2 separate regions of the Podarcis muralis genome follow, and region 2 is linked to region 1. A link is a contact called in public Hi-C data. All regions are on one chromosome and are shown on one strand. Each heading gives the region's core, a stretch centred on a gene start, on an enhancer-like site or on the middle of the called end of the contact. The rest is flanking DNA. Distances are from core to core; before and after follow the strand shown. Region 1 holds the start of LOC114599363 (adenosine receptor A3-like). Region 2 holds the start of DDX20 (DEAD-box helicase 20).

The links. Hi-C and Micro-C count contacts between places; a contact is called where the count stands out from the background.
Region 2: a Hi-C map of blood shows a contact between it and region 1, with 5 times the contacts expected there. The contact joins the promoter of DDX20 here to the promoter of LOC114599363 in region 1. A contact is called at or near these places in 2 of 3 Hi-C or Micro-C datasets (blood and tail).

Annotation. Positions count from the first base shown.
Region 1 is chr5:64,862,935-64,868,096 of rPodMur119.hap1.1, reverse strand. LOC114599363 (adenosine receptor A3-like) reads right to left here and starts at 2,938. Exons shown (of 2, transcript XM_028734483.2): 1 at 1,770-2,938; 2 at 1-1,554. The coding sequence starts at 2,098. The coding sequence ends at 930.
Region 2 is chr5:65,131,454-65,136,416 of rPodMur119.hap1.1, reverse strand. DDX20 (DEAD-box helicase 20) reads right to left here and starts at 1,560. Exons shown (of 11, transcript XM_077929062.1): 1 at 1,340-1,560. The coding sequence starts at 1,529.

The DNA.
Region 1 (5,162 bases), core at 1,689-4,188:
AACTACGTCCCCAAAAAGACTAAACATCATCAGTACAAGCAAAATTCAATCAGGAATGAAAAGGATGGTGAATTAAGCCAGGGTTTGTTCTGGGAAACTGGTTAGTTCTCAATAAGCTTTGTTACATGCCAATGGAACTGAAGGAAAACGGCAGAGCACGAGAGAAACTGAGAGGTCAGGTTCCTAAAATTGCTAACAGAGAACATGAAAGCCCATTTGGATAGACAAGAAGATGTGGCTTCCCCTTGCCAATCTTTCTTTGCATTTCTAAACCACTTAATATTTTAAAGTATCTAAGCAGGATACAAAAATCCATTTTTAAAAAGGCATTGCTCCATCACAGTGGCATGAAGAACAGGGAAAAGCCACCAGTCAGCTTCCCAAAGCAGTCTGCTGGACCAGCAAATTAAGCAAAACAAAAACAAAAAAGCTTAATGATGAGAGCCATGTGGGCTGCCCTGAGAAGGACATTCCATAAGGTTGGTGCCACAACTGGAAAGGCTCTGCTGCTTCTGGTCACCTGTCATGCTTCAGTTGGGGAATGAGATGGAAAAGGACCTCAGATGTTGAATGGAGAACATAGGAAAGAGAATGCAGTCCCTGTGACAACCAGGCCCCACCCTGTGTTGGTAATTTTCAATACCAACTTTAAAGTTAACATTTCAAAAATTAAATAATAGACCACAGTAGCCACCAGACCTATGAAAGTGGCCTGTATTCATTGGTTTCTTTATTCTGCAACAAACAGACCTACATTTTTCATACTATTAAAGTAATGAAATCAAATGTTATCTAACAAATGTGGGAGGGCATGGAATTTACAGTGTTCCAACTATCTTGGAGTCTCTCATTCAGTCATACTAAATACTCACACTGTGGAAGAAAGAAAACAAGGACTTTTGGTGAGGAAATACTCTTTCAGTGTTTTTTCAGATACTTTCTTCTATCACCTGATCCGAGGACGTGTTCTCCATTTTAGATGTGTCTGGTTCTTGTTTCAGGCAGAAGACATGGGTTTTCAAAATCAGGATATACATTTTTCGGAACCTTTTGATCCTCAAGGCATACACAATGGGATTTAGGGAAGAATTGGCATGGGAGAGCAGGATGGCCACATCTAAGACCGGCAGGGGGACACGACATATTTGGCAGAAATGTGAGATGGAGTTGATAATGAGCAGAGGCAGCCAGCACACAATGAACAAGAAGAGGACCAGAGCCAAAGATTTGATCATCTTGAACTCCCTCCCATAAAGGATCCGTGTTCCTTTCATGGATGTTGTGTTTTGTTTCAGCTTCGTTTGGAGGATGTTGAAGATCTCGGAGTAGAGAGCACACATGACCAGCAGTGGGACAAGGATCCAGGAGAAGAAGCTGAAGTACACCACGTAATCCATGCTCATCACCTTTGGGTAAGAACACATCAAGTAGATGGGGTTTTCAGGCTTCCTTAGGTTCCATCCAAACATGGGCACAAGCCCCACCAATAGAGATGTGATCCAGCAGAAACTCAGAGCCGCCCAGATTCTTCTCCGTGTGACCATTGCTTTGTATCTATTTGAAAAAGCAGGTTAGTTTAAAATATTTTACAGATGGGATTGTGCTTGCAGCACCGCCCCTATACTATGATTTGTGACAGTCTTTTTCATTTTCTGCAGGCTGGGAGAAAGCACAAGGAGCATTACAGGTGCTACGACATTATTTTGGTGCATGGAATATATTGTAACTTTTCCAATGAAAATCCACAGCCATGACTTCGTGGTACTCACCGTATGGCCAGTTTCACTCTCAGATATCGGTCTGTTGCAATGGCCAGCAGGGACATGATGGAAGCGTGACAAAAGATCATCAAGATGCAGCAGATGAAAAGGCAAGCGTAGAAGTGGAGAACAACCTCCAATCTCAGCACAACGGCCAGAGGGGCAACAAGGACCCCAACGGCAATATCAGCCAGTGCCAAGGACACAATGAAGTAAAAAGTGGTGTTCTGGTAGGCTGGGATCCGTCTCACCACGCAGATCACTAGAGCATTTCCTAAGGTGGCAGTCACTGCTATCAGCACCTCAACGATGATGTAGACAATGTGCAAAGTATTCATGGACAAGCTTCTCTCGGTCCTCTTCAACTTTGAGTTATGGTGCCCTCACAGAGCAAGAGCCCAATGTAGAAGATGTAGAAGAGGTGGAATCTAAGGCTTTCCCTGCTAACCGGCCTTTTAAAAAAAACTCTTCCCGATACCATGTAGAATTGCAGAAGTTAAGTAAGCTGTTCTCTTGTACTCTGTCTCTCAAAGAGTAGCTCTCATGCGGGAACCCACAGAGAAAAATAGTTCCTGTTAATGCTTCACACATTCCAACCTGCTTTGGCAAGTTGCTATGAAACAAAACAAAAAAACCCCATATTTGAAGTATTGATAAGAAACTGAATACTGGCACAAGCCGTGTGTGTGTGTGTGTGTGTGTGTGTGTGTGTCTGAAGGTCTGTACTTTAAATAAAGATAATACAGGAAATGAAAATCTGTAAGATAAAGAAATCATTTAACTTTATCAATAGGTTTCCTGAAGCTTCTGATAGCATCTCATGCTTGATAAGGATGGCATTTTGATCGCTTTTCATGACAGGTTCCTAGGCACCCTCTGTTACGTTGGTTACTAAGAAGTTTTCAAAAACATCTTATTTTAACAACTTCCATGAAATGTAGCAATAAAGGGGTGAGGTAACTTTAGGAAACAATGTAGTAACATCCAACCTGACAGGAAGTTACAAACTTGGTTTTTATGTGAAAGAAATATTTAAGAGGAAGTTAAAACATTTAAGTGTCAGGACATAAATGTGCCCTTTACATTGAGGCACCAGGTGAAAACATTCCTTTTCAACCAGGCCTTCACTTGCCAATCAATCTATAGCCTTTTAAAGTGAGGAGCGATGGGTTATTGCCTTTTTATTATGTGTTCTATGTTATAATGTTATGTTATCCGCTTGGGACGCAGGTGGCGCTGTGGGTTAAAGCCTCAGCGCCTAGGACTTGCCGATCGAAAGGTCGGCAGTTCGAATCCCCGCAGTGGGGTGCGCTCCCGTCGTTCGGTCCCAGCGCCTGCCAACCTAGCAGTTCGAAAGCACCTTCGGGTGCAAGTAGATAAATAGGGACCGCTTACCAACGGGAAGGTAAACAGCGTTCCGTGTGCTGCGCTGGCTCGCAAGATGCAGCTTGTCACGCTGGCCACGTGACCCAGAAGTGTCTGCGGACAGCGCTGGCTCCCGGCCTATAGAGTGAGATGAGCGCACAACCCTAGAGTCTGTCAAGACTGGCCCGTACGGGCAGGGGTACCTTTACCTTTACCTTTACCTATGTTATAAACTTTCTTGTGGTCTCTTGATGAAGGGTGGTATATAAATTTAACAAATGAAAATAAATAAAAGTGGCAACAATGGGCAGTAGATTCCAAAGAAGGCCCCATACTTCTGTCTCCAACTCGACATTCCTGCCACCCAGTTACAGTGGCACCTCTAGTTACAAACTTAATTCATTCCGGAGGTCCGTTCTTAACCTGAAACTGTTCTTAACTAGAGGCGTGCTTTCGCTAATGGGGCCTCTTGCTGCTGCTGTGCCGCCGGCGCACGATTTCTGTTCTCATCCTGGGGCAAAGTACTCAACTCGAGGTAACTCTTCCAGGTTAGCAGAGTTTGTAACCTGAAGCGTTTGTAACCTGAGGCAGTTGTAAGCAGAGGTTCTACCAGTGGTACCTTGGTTTACAAATTTAATCCGTTCTGGAAGTCTGTTCTTAAACCGAAACATTCTTAAACCAAGGTGTGCTTTCCCATAGCAGCGGGGGACTCAATTTACAAATGGAATATACTCAACAGGAAGCGGAGTATGTTCTTATTCCAAGGCAAAGTTCACAAACCAAAACACCTACTTCTGGGTTTGCAGCGTTCTTAATCCAGTTGTCCATAAACCAAGCTGTTCTTAAACCAAGGTACCAACGTACAAAGGCTGATACTGCTAGTCCCAAGGCAACATCAGTATAGCAACAGGAAATCCTAAACCGTATCTCTGCCAGCAAGCACTAAACTTCTGCTATTCTGTTCTCCATTTCCACATGTGGAATCTAGGTCATATATGCACGGAGAGCTAGCTAGCAAGTAAGGTCCATATCTCCACTCAACCACATAGGCCAAGTTTGAACCACCTGTCAACCACCTGACATCATGATGGCACCAGTGGCCATTTTTGCAGTACTTCGCTAGTGTTGACTATCCACTGATTGCTGGCATTAGGGAAGTCCTGTGTACATGCTTCTCAAACACCAGCTCTAAGCCAATAGGCAGCACTGGGTAAGGGGCTTTGCAGGCAGCGTCAATCAGCTGCTTGGTGGTGTTTGCACAACCCCTTTCATCCAAACCATGTCTTTACCTGCCCAACACCTGCTGGCATATATGACGTCAAGTGCAGGGCAGGTGCTTGTGACTTGGCCAAAACAGCCTTGTGAGGCAAATAGGGAGCCCTAATGGCTGTAATTAGACTCACAGGCCAGAGATTCCCCTCACCTACATTCAAGATCAATAATAAAAATGGGTTTCAGTCTCCATCCTAGCAAATGGGGGTGGCTCACATCTCAGCTTGTCCAGTGTTTCCATTTAAAGAGGTCTGCAGCACTAACATATTCTCCTTTCTGAGAGAAAGGAGGACCTAACATATCAGGTGAGGGTCAACTAAGTTTTACTCAGAGGAGACCTTCTGAAATTAATCAACATGACTTAAATTAGAACCATTAATTTCAATTGGTCTTCCCTGAGTAAAATTTAACTGAATATTACCCATTGCTTTCACACAAGCCTCTAGTCACTCCAAATCCTTTTAGATACAAATCTGATGAATTTTTAATGTGATTAAAATGCTTCCCCAAAATGCAAATGCATGTTGATCGCAATAAGAATCCAAAGGTAGTCATGACAAGTACAATTTTGATCAATGTACAGTGGTACCTCGGTTTTCAAGCATCTTGGAAGCTGAACAATTTGGAACCTGGACGCCGAAGACCCAGAAGTAATTGCTTCCATTTTCAAACGCACCTCAGAAGTTGAACGGCTTCTTCTGCGTGTTGTTGCATTTTTTCCATTTACTTTGCCGACTGCCCTTTGTGCCTCGGTTGTCGAACGTT
Region 2 (4,963 bases), core at 311-2,810, 270 kb before region 1:
CCGCCGGGCAGACATCTGCAGCGTGGGGAGCCCTGCGGGAGTTCCTGCAGGGCTCCCCGCGCTGCGGATAGCAGCCTGCCACCCGGCTCCAGAGCGCCCCTCGTGCAGGGCAGACATCGGCCAGCCCCACAAACTCGGGGGACAGCGGGGAGGCGCAGCGCCCCATCCCGCTGTTCCCCGACCTGGTTTGGTTTCCCCGACCTGGTTTGGGGGGGGGGAAGTAAAGGGGGGGGGGAATTTCCTTTATTTCCCCCCAAAAAAACTAGGTGCGTCCTATGGGACGAAAAATACGGTAAATGTTTTATTGTCTGTTTTTCATAGTCCATCTCCCTCCATGCCCTCTCTTTACACCTTTAAAAAAAATCCACAAAGACAAAAGAAGACAATGGTTGCATCTGTGGCACATGCCACTTTAGTTTGGCTGCCCTGCAACCTACAGCCCAGTTTTGCATATTAACCACTTAGCTAAGGAGCCTACTGCAATATGCAAAAGGCTCATTGCCTCAGAAAGGCCTCCTTAAACATGCTTTGAATGAAAGCACAAAGCTCTGGCACATCACCCTCCGAAAGGTAAAATGGCTGTTACAGTGGTACCTTGGTTCTCAAACGCCTTGGTACTCAAACAACTTGGAACCCAAACACTGCAAACCCAGAAGTGTTCTGGTCTGCAAACTTTTTTCAGAAGCCAAACGTGCTCCGTTTTGAGTGTTATGCTTCCTATTTGAGTGCCACACTTCCGTTTTGAGTGTTACGCTGAGGTCTGCCTGTTTTTGCTATTTATTTTGTATTTTTGTGGCTCTCTCTTTTGTTTTTTTGACTGTGTGGAACCCAGTTCAGCTACTGACTGATTGTGTGACTGCGGTACATTGTTTATTGCTTTCTTTTTATGAATCAATTGTCTCGTTAGATAGTAAAATTCATGTTAAATTGCTGTTTTAAGGGTTGCTTTTAAAAGCCTGGAATGGAATAATCCATTCTGCGTTACTTTCTATGGGAAAGCGAGCCTTGGTTTTGGAACAGACTTCTGGAACGGATTAAGTTTGGGAACCAAGGTACCACTGTACCTTCTACAACCCACATGCCTCAGCATTTTTCTTCCCAACGCAAGTTTTTGGCACTCTCCTATCCTTTGGCACCCAGGGCCGGCCCAAGACATTTTGGCACCCGAAGCTCAAACCCCAATGGCAGTCCATTCCCTGCCAGGGAAGGAGTGGAGATCTACACAAGGAACAATGGCGAGGAGAAAGAAAGATCCATATCGGGATCTGCTGACCCTGGGGATCCTGCCGCACAAGGCGACAGCCCACACCCCTCATCCCAATCCCTCATCCCGCCTCACCAAGGCCGCAGCGCCCCAGCGGGATGGCTTTGAGCTGCACTGGGGAAGGCCTCAGGAACCCGGCAGCTTTCAGCCCCTCCAGGACCGGGGCCGACAGCAGCAGCGACCCGAAGTCTTCGGGCCCTTCGTGCAGATGCACGTCCCGGGTACGGAGCCAGCTCTCAGCCGGAGCCACCTCGGGAGCCGCCATCTTGGAAAAGAGAGCGGGAACCCTGGGAAAGCGTCGCGAGAAACGAGGGGCGACGAGCCCTTGCGGATGTGACGGCAGAGGTGCGCGCGCCGAACACACACACGCGCGCGCGGAGGGCGGGGGAGAGAGAGAATCGCTTCAGAGAAGTGTTTGAGGGAGGAAGCGGGTTGAGGGGGGGAAGATAATTGGATGGCTGAAAGAGGACCGAACCATTGAGACAGGGGTGGGGGTAGAGTGAGCATAGGTACTTTAGGCTGTGGGCGGAACCAAACAGCCATTCTTTGGGGGGGGGGGACCGAGGAGGCTGCACCTAAGCAGCGTCCGGACTCAAGATGGGTGGCAAAGGAGGAGGAGGAGACGATCGCGGGCTGCTTCCATCTATTTCCAGTGTGTCTTTTTCTCGATTGGAAGCTCCTGCGGGCAGAGACCTGTTCTCTTTATTTCTTAAGCACCTTCTACCTGAATGGGATCTAGCTTTTATTATATATATATATTTTTTTGTAAGCTGAATTGGAATTTGATAATAAAGGGCGGGATCAGTATGTTAATAAAACGAACATTTGGCCCTCGATTAATAACAATCATACATAAAATTCAGTGATAAATATATATCAGCTAGAGGCTTCTACATTTTAAGCACACATAGTTTGGGAATGCTGGGTAGAAGATCCATTGAGAAGTTGGGAATTACTTCTGTGTAAAGATGAATCGGATTGGGTACCGATCCTAAAATTACTTGGGAGTAAAACCTACAAGTAAATGGGACTCATGTGTAAAGTTGTATAGGATATGATTAACTTTTGCAAGGAGTGATATACATGGTGATGATTGATCACCATTTGCGAGTAGTCAATATGGCTCAACAGAACTCTTTGTTGACAAAATCCACGTCATAATTTTGTTTGTTCAATAACAATTGCACATGCTGTTTCTTACCAGAAGAGGGTGCACCCTGCTCAGAAACGTGTCTTTTCTAAAGCTCTGCAGCAACACAACATCCCTTCTGTATCAATTTATGAGCAAAGAAACTGCATTCTTACTTCAAAAGTCATAGAAGACTTCTCATCATGGATGCAGGCCTGGACCAAGCAGGTGGGAGAGAGCTGGCATGTGTCCCAAGCAGCAGGTTGGGAAGTGGGGCAGCAAAATTATCGGCTTGTCGTGCCCACTCCTGTGTGCACAGACACTCAACTTTGCCAGGTGGGGTGGGGCAAAAGTTTGCAAGGATGAACGTGGGGCAGAATTCCAAGTCTCCCATAACCCTCCTTTTAGGCTCCACAATCAGGGCTTGAAAGGGGTGGGTGTGGGGAGTCTTGGAAAACCTACCCTGAACTGATCTCTGTGTTGAAAGGGATTGGTGCTGAGTGGGCTTTTGGAGCCTCCCCACTTTGAAGTTCTACAGTGGTACCTCGGGTTACATACGCTTCAGGTTACAGACTTCGCTAACCCAGAAATAGAGCTTCAGGTTAAGAACTTTGCTTCAGGATGAGAACAGAAATCATGCTCCGGTGGCGCGGCAGCAGCAGGAGGCCCCATTAGCTAAAGTGGTGCTTCAGGTTAAGAACAGTTTCAGGTTAAGTACGGACCTCCGGAACGAATTAAGTACTTAACCCAAGGTACCACTGTACAGGATTTCAAATCCTCCCCACTCCTTGAAAAGCCTTCCTGGTATGAAGCCAAAACCTGGAAACTATAGTTAATTTAAACAACAACAAAAAGATTGATGATCCTGGATTGTCAAACCATAGTTTTAAGTTAGGCTGCAATCCCATACCTGCATACCTAGGAGCAAGTCCCATTGACTTTAATTAGACTTACTTTTGTGTGCACATTATAGGATTGTGTGGTTAGTCTTTTAAACAAACTCAAGTTGTGTCACACCATGCTATGTACTGTGTAGTTTGCCCCTTGTATATGGAGGTGGTTGTTAGCAGTGGACACTTCTTCCATATTTTTATTTCTCTTTCTCATTCCTTTTGATTTGGATATATTTATACAAGTGAAATTTACATAGTATAGACTGTTACTTGTATGCATTGGGCAAGCATGTCATGAACAGGGAAGAGAAAGGATTCTTTTTGAAAGATATATATTTTAAAAACTTATTTAAAATCTAACTTACAATTTTGTTATGCACACTGAATATGGATGTACAGTGGATTAAAAAAACAATTTTGCTTGGTTTTTTAATAAATATGCGCAACCTGTTTTTCCAGAGAGTGAAACACAAGTGCACTCCTAGGAAAAATCTATATAGCCTCCTTTCCCCATAAACCATCCAATGTTGTTAACAGAAAAGTTTGAAACAGCTGTTTTGGGGTTTGCACAGTTTCTTTCTCCTGTTTCACTTAATGTAATGAGCAGCCGCTCTGTGATGTCAGCTCATATTTAAAGTTATGGGTGAGCTGAGAAGTGAAGAAAGAAAATTTTTGCCAGGCACAATTCTTGTGTACCTATATCTTTTGTTGGTGGTGGTCCTGGTATTGGCTGTGGAGGAAAAAACTAACAGACCTAAGTTCTTAACAATGCAATCTGTTCAGTAGTAAGTCCCATTCAGTACAGCGGGGCTTAATCCCAGGTAAGTGTGCATATGCCTTCATGTTTTCACCTCCATGGATGGAGCTGCACAGCCCATGTCATAATGGCTATGTGCTAACTCTAGGATCACAGGCCACATACCTCTGAAATAATACCAGTTTTTAGGGATCAACAGCAGAAGAGGACTGTTCTGGTCATGTCCTGCTTGTGTGCTTCCCATAAGAATTTGGCTTGTTGCTGCAGAAAGCAGGACTCTAGACTGGGCAGTCCTTTGGCCTGAGCTACCAGATCCTGAAGCTGAGGCTCCAATACTTTGGCCACCTCGTGAGAAGAGAAGACTCCCTGGAAAAGACCCTGATGTTGGGAAAGATTGAGGGCACAAGGAGAAGGGGACGACAGAGGGCGAGATGGTTGTACAGTGTTCTCGAAGCTACCAGCATGAGTTTGACGAAACTGGGGGAGGCAGTGGAAGACAGGAGTGCCTGGCGTGCTCTGGTCCATGGGGCCACGAAGAGTCGGACACGACTAAACGACTAAATGAGTAAACAACAACAACCAGGACTTCTCTTACATTCTTATGTTAGTCCGGGCTGCTTGCAGAATTGCCTTCGTATGTGGCGTGCATGAACTACAAATCTCTTAGCATCTAGCTTAGCGTCACAAGGCTGTCAAAGTGCTTTTGAAATTAATAGTTGGTTTCATTACCAGGAATAACCAACCAACAAACAAAAAACATTTGCTGCTACCAGAACATCAGTTGTTCATTCATTCATTCCTGTCAAATTCTCAGTTTGGAATAAGATCCATTTTTTATGTGGAAGATGAGGTGAAAGTGTTCAGAAAACATACCCTTACATTCTGCTGCATCTGCCAAAAAAGGGCGAACACATATATCC